Linked DNA regions of Pungitius pungitius: region 1 is linked to region 2. Evidence: chromatin contacts called from public Hi-C data. All regions are on one chromosome and are shown on one strand. The core of a region is the stretch at or near the end of the contact, and the rest is flanking DNA. Distances in the headings are between cores, read along the strand shown.

What was found. A called contact is a pair of places that touch in the nucleus more often than the background predicts.
Region 1: a Hi-C map of muscle shows a contact between it and region 2, with 8 times the contacts expected there. The contact joins the promoter of LOC119214321 here to the promoter of zfp36l2 in region 2. A contact is called at or near these places in 2 of 2 Hi-C or Micro-C datasets (both in muscle).

What each region holds. Positions count from the first base shown.
Region 1 is chr13:14,057,896-14,061,892 of fPunPun2.1, reverse strand. It overlaps LOC119214321 (transmembrane protein 229b-like), which reads right to left and starts at 2,340. Exons shown (of 2, transcript XM_037466027.2): 1 at 1,929-2,340; 2 at 1-647. The coding sequence starts at 1,965. The coding sequence ends at 181. trnai-uau (transfer RNA isoleucine (anticodon UAU)) reads left to right here and starts at 3,835; the gene lies at 3,835-3,928.
Region 2 is chr13:13,879,172-13,883,382 of fPunPun2.1, reverse strand. zfp36l2 (zinc finger protein 36, C3H type-like 2) reads right to left here and starts at 1,645. Exons shown (of 2, transcript XM_037465842.2): 1 at 1,178-1,645; 2 at 1-1,003. The coding sequence starts at 1,267. It overlaps thada (THADA armadillo repeat containing), which reads right to left. Exons shown (of 38, transcript XM_037465414.2): 38 at 3,731-4,211. The coding sequence ends at 4,008.

The sequences.
Region 1 (3,997 bases), core at 1,091-3,590, 180 kb before region 2:
CGGTTACATTACGCTAACATAGCATACGGTGGTTCCGTCTTATCTTAATTTCAAAGGGGAAAGAAAACACAAACAAATAAAACTGAAAAAATGTTTTCAGATTTAATGGCGCAACACAGGGACTCGCAACATGTGAATCAACCATAAATGCTTTTGGCAGCGCACTTGTCCAGTCTGGTATCAGTTCAGTCTTATCCTCAGTGTGTTCTTGATCACGTGCTGCTCAGCTAGGAATGCCGCCACAGTCCAGGGCAAAGCGTACTCCAGAGTCACCAGGCCTCTCAGGTTGTAGCTGTAATCTGAGTAGTCCCAGGGACAGGCCCCCAGCAAACTCAGGCCCGCCCCGCAGCTGAACTCCCACAGGTAGATGAACCCGGTGTAGGCCGCCAGACGCGCCGGCAGCGCCAGGCGGCAAGCCATCAGCCGTGCTCTCATGACCTCTATGAGGTAGATGGCGGTGGCGTACATGGGCAGCGCCCACAAGCTGCTGTGGCCCGCCAGCCTCCAGTCGCGGGTGTAGCACCAGTCCAACAAGGCAGTGAAGGCCACCTCACAGAGGCAGCCATGCAGTGCGTACACGTAGAGACGAGCTACGGTAGCGAGAGGACGACTTGGTGCTGCCGGCGCCTCGAGGTCTGCACCAGGACCTGTCTCAATAAAGACGTTATTTGCACCAGGGTTTTTTTTCATAAGATTTCCACAATGTGGACAAAACAGACACGCGATGGATCACTAACAAGCTTTTGGATAGGTTTGCATGTCAAGAGTCTTGTGTTTAAATGTGTTTGAATACTATTAAGTGAAACAGTTAATTTTCAGGGTGTTAAAAGAACGTGCCAGGTCCTGAGGAGGGGTGAGGATCCATTGAGTGTCTGCCAAGCTCACGGAAACTACATTTATTCATTATTTATTTATTCTAGAGTTTTGTTTCTTGTTAAACACATGAGATATGTTAATAAGTTAATTACTTCCCAGTCAAAACGACCATCTGTATATGGATTATCTATTCCGCGTTACCTTGAGTTCTTGAATAACAGGTTGTACTTCCCCATGAATAGGGGTGTTACTCTTTACGCTTTGTTAGTAAAGATGTGAAGTAGTGAGCGTACTTCTGCATATATTAGACCATGTGTGAGCGTTTGTAAACACAGGTTGTGATGTAATCTTACACATTTTTCCCTATTTTTATTTCAGGAGGCATGGCGGGAAAACCTCTTTTCTTTGCCCTGTGTGTAGTTGGTAACAACTGATCATTTAGAGGGAGAATTCCTTTAAAATAGTTGAGAGGTTGTTCATTTTGGACACAGGAGGTGAGAGCTAATCGCTGTGCTGAACTAAACCGATCTTCACGTCTCACTCTTTGAGAGGAAACAAGTTAAGTAAACTTTGTTAAGTTAAAACACTTAAATGAAAGTCATCCTAATTCAACACATCACACTCAATTACATTTGTGCTAATTAGATTTAAGATAAATGTAATGATGGTTTCACTCTGGTGCTTGGTCTCTGTGTTTTTAAAACTGACAGTTTTTGGGAGTTTTCGTAGCTTTACGACTCATGCTTTGAATTTTATTGGCTTATGTAGGGACTATGAGTGTTTTCTTCTCGATTCTCCTCCCCACGTTATAATACTGGCTCCCCAGTGCGAATGCAACCCTGTGCCGTCTAACGGTGTACATGCTCTACTTTGGATTAACAGGTTTATAGCCTAGTTTAGCTCAGTGAAAGTCTCTGATAATCTTTAACAGCGTTTCCCTCTGCGCTTCAAAAGTGTCATTAACTATAAAAGACTCGGGGCGAGGGTTCCTCTCATAATCATTTACTCTATAAAAATAGTCAACAATGGTCTCATAAAAGACTGTGTTATTCTTTGAAGTGGGACCTAAAAAAATCAAACACAATCATAATTCTCACCTGGCTCATTACTACCTTGTGCTCTCCTCGCATTAAGCTTTCTCGCTTCCATCCTCGTGCAGCATATGGGTCCCTGTGCGTTTGTAATCCCTTTGCTTACCCGTGTGCGTGTGTGTGTGTGTGTGTGTGAGCGGATCTTGGGCTAAACATTAAGCGATGCCTCTGTCACGGACTGAGGTCGTGAACCAAGGGATGGACCCGGAAGCTAAAGCCAGGATCCACCTGAGGAACAAAAACGTCTGTGTGCAGCATTGAGCTGACATCGGACTGACATACAATGTGTGTTTGACATCTAAGGGTGAAGGCAATGGGTTATCAGTGAGCTGCAGCACCTGGGTGTGTCAGGGGAGCTGTAAACAACACACACTTATTCATGATGATGCAGCTACATTATTCTACAGTAGTTTTTAAAAATGTTCGTTCCCTGCCAATAAACAGTTGTGATAAATATTTGATTATGATGGAGTGTCTAGTTATTGCATGTCTGCATGTTGAGATAAGGCCCCTGTAATTGGTAGAGCCTGAATTTGAATGACTTTTAATTGTTTGTGTGATTTAATGAGGTAGATGAGATAAATGCAATATTTGGTTAATAGTCATTGTAAATGTTGTTCTTACATTCTGGTTATTTACTTAACAAAGTTTAATAGTAAAGAGCTTTACCTTATAAAGATTGTTATTTATTGTTCATCTGCAATTAATAAGCTAAACAACATCTTGTGAAGCTACCACTTCGCACATTAACACCCACACAATATAAATATGGATGCAGAACTCTGCCTGTTAAGTTTCACACATGCACAGAATACAGTTTAACCATAATGTCTCTCTGGGAGCAGATGTCTGTCCACACGTTTTGCCTCTAGCGTGTCCTTTGTGTTTGCTCTGTGTGTAGTCTAATAAAACAGTTCGATGAACGGTGGACCTTCAGATCAGAGTCCAGTGATTCTAGCAAACACACCTTTAGGGCCCGGAAGAACGCCAGTATACACAAGTCAATGACCATAAAGTTATCGAGTAGACAAAGGGTGGACTCTTCGCACAGTGCTGAGCCGGGCTGACACAGCGTGTGTTGCATTGTTGGATGATGAATTATCACCAAAGAATATTTGTTTAAGGAAATGTACATTCTCTATCCTAGAGAGAGCCTTAGAGTGCTTTCTCCTGTTGCTCTTTTTGTAGTAAATTCAACACATTCAATTTAATTGAAATCTATTGAAAGGAATAGACATGAACTGCGAGCGGAGAAGATGAGAAGAAACAGGCTATGATAAGATGTGATGATATCCTACAAGATAAGAGTTTATGAGATGTGAGAGGATGAGATGACATGAAAATGGATTATTTCACTGGCCAAAGACAAAGGCAATACAGGATTTCAAACTCCAGACACCGTCCTCCAATTGTCAACGTTTCAGTATGATGGTGATTCAGTATAATTGTCATTACCATTTGTATATATTGAAATTCAGTATTTTCCTGTAAAACACGTTTTATTTTGAAAATATTTATTACTACGTGTCCCTTTTATCTCGCAGTGGCTGCGAGCTACGTTAGATATCAGGATCTGCTTAGCTAGTCATAATCAATCACTTGGAAGACTTGCTTTTTATTCAATTCGTAATCAACGACTGTAATAATATAGATGTTCATGAACAGGAGAAGCACATTGTTTGAAGACGTTGTAAGGAAAAAAGGCCGTATATTTAGTTCGACACAATTTAAGATTTTGTACCGTCATGTCAGAGCCCGCATATCATTTCTGATCTCTAAAACAAAGCGGATTCGTTTTCGTGGGATAAATCGATAATTTCACTCAAACATACGCGTTAAGGTCTGTTGGCAGTTGGTACGCGAAAGATTTTAGAAGAAATTACGTCACACTAGGTATATAAATCCAAATACCGTGTGGACACAGTGAGCTCCAGTGGCGCAATCGGTTAGCGCGCGGTACTTATAAGACAGTACGCTGCAGAGCAATGCCGAGGTTGTGAGTTCGAGCCTCACCTGGAGCAGACTTTTGATAAAGGGTGTAATAGTAAGCACGAGTTTTTTAAATCACGTTAACTAAATTGTCGTCTTGT
Region 2 (4,211 bases), core at 396-2,895:
AGTGGCTCATGTTGTACGTCGGCGGGGAGGGCGGGCAGGCGCCGCCCTGCATGTTCCCGTAGTAGGCGCCGGTGGAGTGGTTGTTGGCGTACCCGCTCGGGGTGTGCACGGCCAGCGGGGCCAGCAAGGCTTTTAAGTCCTGCCCAGGGAAGGAGAAGGCACTGTTGATGCAGGACATGGAGTTGGGAGAGAGCACGTCCTCGTAGAAGCTCGAGGTGGAGGTGCAGGAGGAGGAGGCGGTGGTGGCCGGCGGTGGGGTCCGCGACATGGGGCTGTCCAGCAGGGGGGACTCGAGTCCGTGGTGGCTGGAGAAGCCGGAGAAGCTGAGGCTGTGGTGAAGCTTTGGTCTGTCCCTCTGGGTGTAGCCGAGCTGCGGCGGCAGGGAGTCCCGCTGGCCGTAGCTGCACAGGTCGCGAACCGACCGGGACTCACTCAGCTGCATGTTCACGTTGGTGGCCGGGGCCGGCCGGCGCTCGTCGGCGTTGTGGATAAAGTGACACCGGGGACCGTAGGGGCAGAAACCGATGGTGTGGAAGGTGCGACACGGCTCCGTTTTGTACTTGGGGTGGCGGGACAAGCTCCTCAACTCGTGGTAGCCGTGCGCGAACTGACATTTCTCCCCGTACTTGCACGACCCGTTCTCCTCGAAGGGCCGGCAGAGCTCGGTCTTGTAGCGGGTGGAGTTGATTTGAGAGCCGGGCTTCTGCTGCAGCACGCCCCGGTCTCCGTTGTCGCTGTACGCGCGGTCGCGGAACTTGTTCTCCTTGTTCATGAGGGCCGTGGCGCTGCTGTTGCCGCCGGGCGTGTTCTCCTTCAGGCTGCCGTAGGAGCCCATCGAGTATTTGTTGCCGTTGTTCATTGCCTCCAAGTTGCTCGTTGAGTTTCTGCGGAAAAATCCCGGAGAGAAAGGGCCGGAGCCCGGAGACGTGACCGGAGCCCCGACCGCTTTCTTGTCCAGCATGCTGTTGATGTGGAGGGCGTTCATGTTCAAGCTTTTATCTTGCTGCTGGGGAAGAGAAAACACACGTTAGCAATGCACGGCTGGCAGACACACTATTTCCACCACGCGACGCCGCGACAACTTGTTGCGGTCGAACAAACTTCGCGAAAAGTCGTGAGCACGTGAATTCGGCGCGTCAACCCGAAACGGTGTGTCCAGAAGGTGTCCGAGCTTTACCTTGTAGAGCATGTCCATGTCGTAGAACGCAGACAAGACGGTCGCAGACATGTCTTTTCCCCAGGCTTGCTGCCGCACTCCGTCTTTCATGGAGGACCGAGCGGGATCCTTGAACGCGACGTGCAGAAGCGTTAGTTTGTGCCACGACTGGTTTTGGTTGAGGAAAAGCTGCCTTTAAAAGTTTGTGTGCAGTTTTAAGTCCGCCGAAGATGGAGGAGGATACGAGAAAAAAAAAAACGGAGGGGGTAGGTTTGGTATTGTGGAGTCGTAGGTGGCTTTATGTCCTCCCCTCGAGAAGCGCGGAGCCAGAGTGCTTCACTGTGCGCTGCAGCCTTTTCGCATGGGTATAAATGCCTGGCGGCAGCCAGGGAGGGGCGAACTGAAGTCGGTGCAAAGTTTTGCGAGGAGCCGCCTCTTTCCCTCCTCCCGGATAAAACCTCCTCTCAACGGTTGGCCGCTTATTCTCCAACACCACGCCTTGAAATCCAACCCCAGCGACCCCGATCCCGCCCGCACTGACACACATGTAGTCACACAACCAAATTTTGTGGAAGTTTTTTTTAAATTTCTTTTTCTTCTTCGGTCGACTTGCTGAGAAAGAATGTAGAAACGCAACAGGGCGACGTCTACTGTGCATGCGCGCTGTTCTACAGGAACAAATTAACCGTACACACATCCTCCCCTGGGTCACATGTTGTGCCTTGCTCAAAAGCAAAATCATTTGAAAAGACTTCTCAGAACCCCCCCCCCCCCCAAACGACCAGCGACCAGGCCACCTCTGGACCACCACACTTGGAAGCTGACACATGCATTTGTAATGGAAGGAAACTGTGCCTCTCCCTCCCTGTGATGGGGTGAGACCACAAGTATGAGGGGAGAGGAGTCCAGGCAGAGTGCAAGTACAATTTATAGCAGCCAACGCGTTGCATAGTGGACTTCCACAGGGCAACAGCAGCCTATTCCTATTCATCTTACCTTTTTATCCTACTTAAAACTAAACATCAATATTATGACTGTCTCGATTAGAAAAGCACACGTTGAGTGCAAAGCGGATATGCTTCGGTTACATCTTTTTGAGCCACACTTGAAGTTTCTCCATGACTTGTTTTTTTCCCCCCCCAATCTCAGGCCCGAATGCAGGAATGTGGTTTGTCAATGTGGCGCAGCAGAGCAACACTGCCCCCGTGAGGCCAAGGTGGGAACTGCGTGGTCCAACACAGACTGGCTCCCCCTGCTGGGCGCAGCTGGAGCAAGCTGTAAAGGCCCCGTCTGATCCCATTTAGTAGCGATTGAAACGCTTATGCTAGAGAAAGTGGCTTTTACTGTCCCGTTTTGTTTGTTTTTGCCGCACTAGAGCTCCAGACACAACGGCACTACCATGCTTAAGGATGTTTTGTGTCACCCTCCTCTTTGTTAATCAAAGAAAGCACTGCAGTTGAAATAAGCTGCCGCTGTCTCAGCCTGACGTAGCTTTCGCAGGGTGGCAGAATGTTCACATGAAAATGTCAAACTACTCACTCTTGGAGTTGTGTCAAGTTGAGAAGAATAAAACAAAACCCACAGTGGAAAGATTGCAGCGTTGGCAGCAGAAGGACAAGACTATATCAGCGCTCCGAGACACCAGGGTGTAAAAACGCTGCGCGACACATCAGCAGAAATTGCCGGTTTCCAAGAAATAAACTTTTTTCCTCTCCATGACATGATTCAATATTTCTGTAGTGCTGTATGGTTTGAGATGCCGGTGGGGGACAGGCGAAAAACAAGTGACATAAGAGCTTGGAATCTACTACCAACCCTAAAATTAGTCTTGAGGGCTGCCCCATGACTATTTGCTTAGCCAGTTGTGATAAATAGTTTAATGGGAAGAACAGACAGAGATGCTGCTGAGAAAATCCCTTCAACATGTCCTCGTCTGCAGTAACCGCTCTCTTCCATCACACGGCTCTGCTCCTTTTAAGTATTCATCTATGGGGGGGGGGGGGGGGGGATGTTAAGATGTTCCAAAACATTACGTCAGTTTTACTGTAAGAGGGAACATGGCTACCAAGGAGGGTGAAGGGTCCAGCTGTACGAGAGGGCAACATGAACCCACACACGCACGCACACACAGGACAGTAGTCCATTGTGCCGTCCTCCTAATTACATAACCAGGAAAAGTAGAGGGCTTAAAGCATAAAAACACAGTCCAACGGGAAGAATCCTGCAGTAAATTCAACAGCGGAAAAATAACACCTCGTATAAACATACAGTGGAAGTCAGAGCGAACGCTGGAGCGCAACTTTGGGGACGTGTCGAGAGAGGAAAACACTTGCCTTCACAATCCCGCCGCGCCAGGGCTGTGAAGGCAGCGCGGTCGCACAATCGCACCATTGAAGTCGACGCGCGGAGCTTCAGCCGTCGCTTTCATCCTGGAAACCTCCGTGGACGCGGAGGAAGATCCACGCCCCTTTGTGGTGTGACACGTTCCCCCGCTGGGTTATTGTCACAATGTCAATTATTGTTGACATACAGTAATATTTTCTTTTTTGGTTCTTTCAGCAACTTGGGAACGGAAAGTGTTGTAATGTTTAATTAAAAAAAGACAAGGTAGAAATTAAAAACACATCTGGCAATCAGTGAACACAAGTAAGACAAAGTGAGAGAAATGGACAGTTTAAAAAGTGAAAAACAAAGAGTCCCGTTTCCTTCATTCCCTTGGTGTGATCATGACCCGGCTCGACCTCGAAGCCAGGCTGTGGTCTCGAGCGTTGGTTCATTTGAGCATATATCTGCTACTTTTCTTTCATTTCAATATTAGGAACAGTGACTTGGAAAAACGCTGCTCCCTCCTCTACCTCAGCCTCTCCAGCACATCCAGAGCCAGCGTGGCCCTCTGGTGCCGCAGCAGCAGCCGGGCGTGCTCCATGGCGGAGGAGAACTGAGGCAGGGCCGGGAGTGAGTCCAGGGCCCGCTGGGAGCTGAGGGCCTGGGCTCGGGCTCGGGTCGACAGCAGATGGATTCGCGGGGCCTGCTCCGGCCACTCGGCCCCCGGGGC